2 separate regions of the Mus musculus genome follow, and region 2 is linked to region 1. A link is a contact called in public HiChIP or PLAC-seq data. All regions are on one chromosome and are shown on one strand. Each heading gives the region's core, a stretch centred on a gene start, on an enhancer-like site or on the middle of the called end of the contact. The rest is flanking DNA. Distances are from core to core; before and after follow the strand shown.

What was found. HiChIP or PLAC-seq counts read pairs in DNA pulled down with a chosen protein or histone mark.
Region 2: an H3K27ac HiChIP or PLAC-seq map of embryonic stem cells shows a contact between it and region 1, with 2.8 times the contacts expected there. The contact joins the enhancer-like site here to the promoter of Wdr12 in region 1. A contact is called at or near these places in 18 of 39 promoter capture datasets (the 3T3-L1 cell line, 3T3-L1-derived adipocytes, the C10 cell line and 13 more), 1 of 15 datasets of contacts at CTCF or cohesin (pro-B cells), 13 of 484 Hi-C or Micro-C datasets (CD8 T cells, the HL-1 cell line, LSK cells and 7 more), 14 of 115 datasets of contacts at active chromatin or transcription factors (the 230-238 cell line, astrocytes, embryonic basal ganglia and 9 more) and 2 of 9 other capture datasets (liver and macrophages).

What each region holds. Positions count from the first base shown.
Region 1 is chr1:60,095,477-60,100,397 of GRCm38.p6, reverse strand. It overlaps Wdr12 (WD repeat domain 12), which reads left to right and starts at 2,491. Exons shown (of 13, transcript NM_021312.5): 1 at 2,491-2,891. The coding sequence starts at 2,851. It overlaps Carf (calcium response factor), which reads right to left and starts at 2,151. Exons shown (of 16, transcript NM_139150.5): 1 at 2,091-2,151.
Region 2 is chr1:60,854,800-60,859,720 of GRCm38.p6, reverse strand. No RefSeq gene overlaps it. Among named protein-coding and RNA genes, the nearest start is that of Gm38137, 6.6 kb to the left of the region's middle. Within about 2 kb of position 1,915, at least 18 of the 459 cell types and tissues checked have an H3K27ac peak or open chromatin away from gene starts, as enhancers often do. A contact at or near this core is called in the N1E-115 cell line, embryonic stem cells and macrophages, where this site is marked.

The DNA of each region.
Region 1 (4,921 bases), core at 1,242-3,741:
GGCAGCAGGTAACCAAAACTGAGGAACACAAACCCCATGGATAAAAAGAAACTAGGCTAATTCTCTTAAAATCCCAGAGCGTGGGCCATGATATAGCTAAGCAGCAGACTGTTGGTCTAGGACACACAAAGCCCTGAGATTAATTCCAGAATGTTAGACTCAAGGTTCAAAACAAGCAACAAGCAAGTGTGGTTGGCTGCAGGCAGGTATAATCCCAGTATTCAGGAGGTAGAAATAGGTGAGCCTAGAATTCAAAGCTAATCTGGAGAAACATAGTCAATTGAAATCCATACTGGACTACATAGGGACCCAGTCTCAAACAAAAACATAAAACCTCAAAAACCCAAACCAAACAAATAAAAAAATCCCTAATATCAAAAAACAAATAAACAAACACCAAGAGACTGTTAAGAAAAAGAAATCTTGTTCCAGATAACACTGAGTCTTCATGAGGACCCCAATAAATGAATCCCAGAAGTCTGCAGTTGATATAAGCTAAAATTAAGAGAACCAACACTCTAGCATTAGCTATCTAGGTAACGCCTGCAAGCCATACCAGCTAAGACATGTAAGTGACTATTGAAAAAAGCTCGTCCCAGGTATTCTTAGTCACTTATCTTCCCTTAACTAAATACCTTAGCTAAATAAAAATATATTTTAGTGAATTCAAGATGTGTGCTTTGCAAACTGAACTCTGAGTAATTCCTGTTCTATATCTTCCTAATCATAGTTTTCCACTCGAATTAAGATTTTAAAAATGTACTGTCTTCCAAATGTATTGTTAATCTGTTAAGTCCAAACTAAAGGAAGTTTAAAATGATGTTTTAATTAGTTATATGTTATCAGTAAAAATTCAATAGTTAATTCGTCTGGTAACACTGTTATCAGCAAACCCAATCTGAACAAGGAAATTTTTTTTCCCTGTATTTTGGGCAGAGGTTTTTCTCATTTTATGCCTCCACCTACATCAGTGGTAAAAACTTCTATTGGTAGCTCTTATGAGAAAAATAGTTAACATTTTCTGAGTGCTTCTTATGCGACATTAAATTGTCACAGCTAATCTTAGTGTGGCACAGAGGTTAAGTAACAGGTAGAATCAAATTCAGGCATTCCTGTAATGGGGCATGCAATTCTGTAAAATGAATAAACTGAGAACAGTCATGCTTTTTGGGTCGTTGTCCACTTAACAAATGATTGTTTTCGCCTCCAACTGACTAGATAACTTCTAGTTTTCTACGGATTTAAATTTAATTAGGCGACATATAGAAAACCTCTCACCATATTCACTGGTTCACTCATACCGCTAAGCCAACACATTTTGCAATCCAGTTCTGCCTGACTCTAAATTGCTGTCTCAGAGTAGTGTGTCCCTGTACCCCACCCTACCCCCGGAGGTTTTCAGACGAATGCCTTAAAAAAGTGACTTTGGGATCTTAAGAGTAATAGCCCCCATCTATTCTCCACTCAGGAAAATAACTAGAGTAATAATCGAGACCATTGAGACCGAGACAAGCCTTTGAGTGACATCAAGATTAAAAAAATAATTAATAATTAATAATAATAATAATAATAAAAGAAGCCCGAAAGCAGGGGAGAAGGTGCAGAGGACACTTTTCTAAACGTCAGACTCGGAAAGGAGGGGAGAGGCCCCTCTCGGGCGGGCGCTCCGGCCCAGGACTCGGATGCTCCGTGGCGGTGGTGCGTTCTCGGGCTCCGCACCCTCTGCGGGACAGACACCTCGCCTCCCCCTGCGGCAGCCTGCCTTCTCCCGGCCGCGGGGCCCCTCCCGGGCCCACGGCGAAGGAGCCGCCGTGGAGGCGGACGAGGGCGCAGGGACAGCGCACAGCGGCGTCCGGCGACGGCCGGGGGCGGGGGCCGGCGGTTGCTCCCAGCCCGGGAGGGTCAGGAGGTGACGGGAGGAGGCGGCAGGGGGACGAAGGGAGGTTGGGAGGGAGCGTCCGGTCGCTGGGCACAGACAGCTCTGCCAGGCCTCCGGCTCCCCCAACCCTGCCGCCGCAGCGAGCCCCACAACGCGAGAGGGGAGTCCGCCGTAAGCAGAAGGGAGAAAATTCAAAACGAGACTACTCAACCTCGTCTTGGCTCCGAGGCCGCGCCGTGGAGACCAGCACAATGCGCAGGCGCACCCCTCCTGGAGGCGCAGCGCAGGTCCATCAGATTAGACCCTTCTCAGCCACCGTCGCCCAGTTCCCTTCCGACTCGTTCTCCTTTCCCGAGTTTCCGCTCTGAAGCCAGAGGTAAGAACACATGGTCTCGGCCGAATTTGGCTGTTGGAACAGTGCACACAAGACGAACAGATGGGACCTTTGTCACTCAGAATAAAGAAGCAGGAAGTGTAATATCTGCCCGGAGAAAGGAGTATTAAAAGCAGATATGAGACCCTAAATGCGGTGTGGCAAAATAAATAAAGCCTACAACTCCCAGTGTTCAGAGGGTCTGAAACGCGCTCCCTTCTGGGGTTTGTAGTATCTGAGCGCTGAGTCTAAAGGGTCTGGGTCTAAAGACACGCTTAAAATTTGGCTCAAGCTAGTTATTTTCTTTATTTTCCTAATAGATTACGAATCTAGATAGATAAGAAACAAAAGTCTTAAGGGGACTGGATGCTTTTAGGACTACGCTTGACTAATCGATGTTTCCTAAATCTCGGAATAGGTACTTGATGTGTGCGGGCTGGGCGCTGGTGGAAATCGAACCTCGTGGTATGTTCTGTAGGAACCTGAGGGAGCTAACTGAAGCCTAGCTCCTGCTGCGCTTGCGGCGCAGTCTACCTTAGAGCTGCTTGATTATCAACGCACACATTTTCGTGGAGAAGTCTCGTGTGTATATTCAGCCATGGCACAACTCCAGGCACGTTTCTACAGCGAGAACAAGAAGTAAGTAAGGGTTCCAGCTTCTGTCCCTGTCTTCCAGGAGCCGATCTCGTTTGAAGACTCCTTCGATTTGATCCTTGCTGTTTTGACTGGGGATATACATTAAAGAAGAAACGGACAAGGTTTTAGTAAATCAAAGTTGAAAGAACTTTAATAATTATAATGGCTACAATTAAAAGAATTTATTGCAAATAAGATAAGCTGACTGATAGAAAAAAATAAAAAAGACTTCATTCGCCTTCCCCTTCACGTGCCCCGCACTTCTGCCCTGTCTCATTTGGAAGCGGTGTTCACGTCTTCTTAAATCTCCGTTTTCTACCCACTTTCATGAGCTTTTCATAATTTGACGTGTGTGGAGGACCAGGGCTTCACGTTTGCTTTCTGCATGCTGCACACATCATGTCAGTAATTTGAGAGTTGAACAGGCTTGTCCGTTAACGGTGTCTCGTGGTTTCTGAAAGCACAACTTCATCCCCCCCCCCCCCCCAAACAGACTAGAAACTGGCTATGGAGTTTGTAGAGCTGTTTTTTTAATTAGAATGAAGCCAATTCAGTGTCCGATTTGATTAGGTGTATTTTGTGTGAGTGTGTCCAACTTAGGTTTCTCTTGTTGTGATAAAACACTGACAAAAAGCAATTTGGGGAGGAAAGGGTTACAGTCATCTCAGAGGAGGCCAAGATAGGAGGAACTCCTGGCAGGAACTGAAGCAGAAACCAGAGGTGAGGGGTGGGGGTGGGGGCAAGCTGCATTTGCTCTCCCAATGGCTAGCTAGCTAAGTTTGCTTTTAAAATACAGGGTGGCTCTACTCAGTGGGCTGGTTCCTCCTACATCAGTTATTAGTCCAGAAAATGTTCCCGCAGACTTGCCTGCAGACAACCACTATAAGGGAATTTCCTCATTTCAGAGGACCTTGGCTTCTCTCTAGTTGATAAAACAAGGACTGTGTGTATATATTTGTATGTGTGTACTTCTGTGTCTATATATTAATAAGTCATATAGATGTCAACGTTGCTGGTGATACATGTATAATGGCGCTCGCCTTTAATTCCACGACTCGGCAGGCAGAGGCAGGTGGATTTCTGAGTTGGAGGCCAGCCTGGTCTACAAAGTGAGTTCCAGGACAGCCAGGGCTATACAGAAAAACCCTGTCTCGAAAAACCAAAAAAAAAAAAAAAAAAAAAAAATATATATATATATATATATGTGTGTGTGTGTGTGTGTGTGTATATATATATATATATATATATATATACATAATGTATAGAATTCAGGTGCATCATACTAATAGAGTTGTATAAACATTCACACAATCCTTTTTGGAAAAAACCACCACCCCCACCCCCTTTTTTTGTTGTATTTTTGGTTTTTCAAGACAGGGTTTCTTTGTGTAGACCTGGCTGTCCTAGAATTGTTCCCTCCAGTTGGCACTGCCTTCTGAGTGCTGGGATTAAGGTGTTCGCCACCTCCTGGCTCTAAACTGCCTTTTCTTTAGTTGACACTCCATCCCTTGAATGCTTGCCACCCAAGTCAACTCCTGATCCATTTACCATCTATTTGTAGATTTGCCTATTCTGGACACTTTTCTAATGAATTATGCAAAATGTGTGGTCTTTTGTGGATGGCATCTTTGCTTGCATGGTGGTTGGTTTTTTGTTTTGTTTTTTAGTTTATTCATAAGACAGAATATCGTTGCATTTTATTTTATGGCCACATTGTATGGCTTAGTTTCTCTTGTTGTCCAGTTAGACATTCAATATTTTAGCTGTTATGAATAGTGGCTATGTAAGCATTAATGTACAGTTTTTATGTGAACATGTGTAGCCCTGGCTGGCCTGGATCTCACTGTAGCCAAAGGCTGGCCTCAGACCCATGGATACACCTGCCTTTGCCTTCTAAATGCTGGTATTAAAGGCCCATGCCACTATGTACAGTGAACATGTGTTTTCTTTGGCATGTACCTAAAAGTATGGTTCTTGGGTCCACATTTAACTTCTAGAGGAAATGGCACACTGACTTCCATCTTCCAAAGTAA
Region 2 (4,921 bases), core at 666-3,165, 760 kb before region 1:
CCTTCTCTGCCTGTCCAAATGGTGACAGGCTGGCTTGAAGGTGAGCCTGGGCTTTAGCTCCTGCCTGAAATCTCCTGTGGATCTTCACAAGTCCGGACTGGCCAAAAGAATCCAGTGCACACGTGATCAGGTTACCCACAAGCACACAAGGAAGGTTCCAAGAGAATTAGCCCAGATTTCACTACTGAGAGAAGGCTGGGATACGATGCTGGCTTAGCCTCCCATCTATGTTTCACAGGTTGACAATGGGAGCAGTTTCATCATAATAACCCCAGCATCTTCAAAGGGAATCTGCTAGACAGTATGGGAGCAGCTTCACTAACTGAGAGGACCATGGATGGCTCCAAACACAGCAGCGTACTCCAGAGCCTCAGTGTTATATCAAAGCATGCCTGTAAACACTAGATAAAACATAAAATGTAGAGTGCACTTGGCAGCTACTCAGGAGTTAAAAATAAAATTACCACCCGGCCCAGTAACTCCAGTCCATAGTATGCACTCATTCCTCAAGTAGATTAAAACAGAAAGTTTACTTATATGTTAATATTTCTAGCATCCTATGCACAATAGTCCCAAACAGGAAACAATCAAAGTGTCTAGCAACCGAGGACATTTTTTTGATGCTTTTTTTTTTTTTTTTTGGTCCGTGTATCAGAATGCAAATTCCTGCGATAAAAGGAATGAAGTTTTGATGTGTACTTCAACAAGAGTAGAATTAGCAAACTCTAGATGTGGTAAAATAAAGTAGACATGGGAAATGTAGCGGGTGTCCTGGTCCTGGTAGAAGGTGATAAATTCATAGAGGCAGGAATAGAAGTGAAGAGTATCTGAGAGAAAGGAAACTGGACACTGTTGTATAATAGGCACAGAGGTACCATTTGCAACAGAGGTTCTTCAAGCAGTAGTGGTGACCGTTACTCACACTGTTAACGTATTTAATGTCAATGAACGCTGCACATAAAATGGCTAAAAGAATAACATTTATGTCATATTGTACCACAATAAAAAAATAGTTTTAAAAAAACCCAAAGTATCTAGGACTTTTTCTTTAAAGATTTTCAGTTACCTAAGATATATCCATTTTCTTCTTTTTCTTTACCAACATAGCCTTGATTTATTGGAGTAACATTGTGTCCAGGAGGAAAATGTTTTCTCCCATAGCCCCTGAAGGCAGCGGTAGCTACATGACTTTAAGTTGTCTAAAGTGATATAAGCTCCCCTGGTTTCCAGGAGAGGAGAAGAGATTCTGGAAGAGTTCCTTGAAAATTGAGGATGAGAGACACATTTATCTGGTGTACAGAAAACCAGATGGTAGGAAGAGAAGAAGCTGAGGGACTGGAGAAGTCGGCGAGCTGCTGTGGCTTTTGTGGAACGCTTCTTGGAGTCTTTGAGAGAAAAGGCTCCTGTCTGATTTTATCCCAAATGCCTACTGGGATACACAGATCCTATCAGCTCACCGCATCAGCCCCCGTGTTTATTGTATCTACTGGTTTTGTCATGGAAGGGGTGCAGTACCAGAGTAGGGTTGACATGTCAGGAAACAGAGGACTTAGCCATCAGACTAATTGAAATTTATTCGGAGCTAAAGAGCTGAGTAAACCTCCCAGCCTGCGCTTCTGCCACAGATGCAATTCTAAAACATGGAGACACCATTTCCTGTCCCCTGGGGCAACCATGTTGATAGATGAGCTTCATCAGCTAGCTCAAGTGTGAAGAGTCTGTTATTCCCAGGAGGGAGAGACATGGAAGTGTTCTCTCCAGCTCCCTGATACATCCAGGGGAAGACAGTGGACTTCTTAACCCAGGTCAGAGTTAAATGAACACGGGGAGGAGATAAACAGACAGATGCCTTTGTGTTGTGGGGGTGATCGATCCTCCACCCCACAGCTCAGCTGACTTCCTCTTCCTCCTTGACCTTCACCTCTACTCTACCCTGCCAACGACTTCCTGGCGTGTCCACACCCAGGATCACGTCAGCTCCAGAGCAAGCTTCTTCAGCAAAATCTCACTATCTTACTACTCCACCCTCCTTCCAGGGAAGCTGTATTGCATGAGCATCCTTTCGAACATGTTGATAGGTATTATCGGCTATGGTTTATAACAAAAGAACAAGGGCATACACTGACAAGCTACCCAGGTGCTGGGAGCAGAACCCACAAGGCAGCACACAACTATCTATAACTTCTGTTCCAAGGGATTCAACGCCCTCTTCCGGCCTCTTGAGGTAACTGGCACACACGTGGTACCCAAGCATATGCCAGCACTTATGCATAGAAAATAAAAATAAATCTTAAAAAAAAAGAAAACCTCAGAAAATAATATTTGAAGGAACATGTTTCTGGGATGTGGTGGTATTTATCTATAATTCAACAATGGGAAAATAAAGACAGGAGGATCAGGGAACCAAGCTCATGCTTGGCTACAAAAAGACTCTGAGGCCAGCCTGGGCAACATGACAGTTTGTCTCAGAGGAAAAAAAAATTACTAAAGAATGTGTTAAATTGTGGTGTGTCTATAAAGTTGAACTTTGTGAAACAAGTTAAGGCTGAGACAAAGTTATATACAACAATACAAAAAGCTTCCGATTATACACTCATAGAAGAGCAAAATAAATGATTATGTATACATATGGGTATGTCTACAAATGCATAGACATGGATATATATACATGTAGATATACATACACTGAATATACACTTTATATGCTAACCATATCATATATATATATATATATATATATATATATATATATACAAACACACACACACACAAATAGCATACCTTTAATACCTATCTCTATAAAACACACACACACATGATTGCACACTCTATTATACCATCTTTGACAGAATATGTAAGAAACAACAACAGTAGAAGACAGAGAAGGATGGTAGAAAAGGAGAATTGCTTGTCAGTGTGTGCTCTTGTTCTCATGCTGTAAACCATATGCCAAAACTATCTATCAAGGTTTTCCGAATGCTCATTCAATACAGCTTCCCTGGCATATCACTCCCCATAACCAGCATCTTTCCACCTAAAGTACTTCTGTGGCCACCAGAGTCCACTGTACCTACATCTATGACACCTGACGTCATCAACCAATGGCTCCTGCAGAAGCAGGTGAGAACTGGCTCATAGTGGTGACAGTTGGGGGTGGGAGAGGTGTCCACACTGGTTCCCAGAGTTCCCCAGGAGAATTCTGCACATATACTCTTGGTTGGCTTCTTTGTCTCCTATCTTATTCCTCTCATTCTTTCTTTTAAAGTGTGTGTGTGTGTGTGTGTGTGTGTGTGTGTGTGTGTGTGTGTGTGTGTGTGCGCGCGCGTGTGTGTACAGAATCCAGGAGAAAGTGATTCCTCCTGTTGAAGCTGAAATTGCAGGCATTGCCATGAATACTGGAAACTCACTTTGGGTCCTCTGGAAGAGCAACAAGCACTTAACCACTGAACCCTCTCTAGCTCCACCCCCTCTCATCAGTGATTCTTTGAGGTCACCACCTATCAGACTCTAAAACTCTCAGGATGAACCTGAAAAAGCAAGTCATTCCAACTACACACCTTTTCCTTGTCTGGATTAGCTTGGCAGCCTCTGTTCTCCCATCGCAAACCTCCAACAGCCCATTGTCCCTAGAGACAGTCAGTCACTTAGCTCCAGTTGAGCCTCCCCAAATTCAGTGTTCACAGCAGCAAGCTTTTCAGTGCAGCTCAAAATGCCCATCCAGTCACTTCCACCTTCCCTCTTCTCCCCCTCTCCGTGGAGCAGCTTCTCCAAGTTGTCACCGTTGAGCTCCAGGACAGTGTCCTTCCTATCCGGCTCTGTCCTCCTAGTCACCATCCACTTCTCCAGAACAGAGCGGCTGCAAGCACAAGCTCCTGCCGATGTCTCCATCTGCATGGACCTACGAAATTCACAAATGTTTATTACCCTCGTAGATTCAGAGCTCTTCTTTGGGTTTCCCTTTGTGTCTAACATGAATCCCTCTGGATCCAGACACCTCAGATTCTGGGTTCACATCCTGGCTCTACCACTTTTTTATTTGTCTTCTGATTTTGAGCAATAGATTTTAATCTCATCTACAGAAAAAGACAGCATCAATACCTACTTTGCATGGCAGTTTAAAGAGTAAATTAAATAATGTGTGAAAGTTCATAGCCTAGAACCTAAAAAGTATCGTATGTGTTCAATAAGTGTTAGTTATTTTGTGCATTTCCCAATATATGTACATACGTATATATTCATATTAAAATTATATATTTAAATTTAATAATCCATATTATTTTAATGATATTATATAATAATGCATGATTAGCATATAAATTCATATATAATTAATTGTATTAGTCATATATAATTTTAATAAAATGTAAAGTATATGTTTAAATTTTATATACAAATAATATATTTTATACATTTCCAAATACATAAATATCTATTCTAAATGTTATGTTAATAAGTGTTGTATCTGTATATGTATAGTCGTATTCCTTTCTACTGGGTCTTATATTCTGTCTTCCTTTCTTATAATAGAAAACAAAAGGTCTCTCTCGCTCCTGGTTAACTTCTCCATCTGTATTTCTGTTTGTTTTTTGTTTTGTTTTGTTTTGTTTTGGTTTGTTTTGGTTTGGTTTGGTTTGGTTTGTTTGGTTTTGGTTTTTCAAGACAGGGTTTCTCTGTAGAGCCCTGGCTGTCCTGGAACTCATTTTGTAGACCAGGCTGGCCTCAGAAATCCACCTGCCTCTGCCTCCCAAGTGCTGGGATTAAAGGTGTGCGCCACCACGCCCGGTGTTCCATCTGTATTTCTAACCCAGCCACTAATTTGCCATTTAAAACGAATCTACAGAACTGAAGAGATGGCTCAGCGGTTAAGAGCACTGACTGCTCCTCCAGAGGTCCTGAGTTCAGTTCCCAGTAACCACATGGT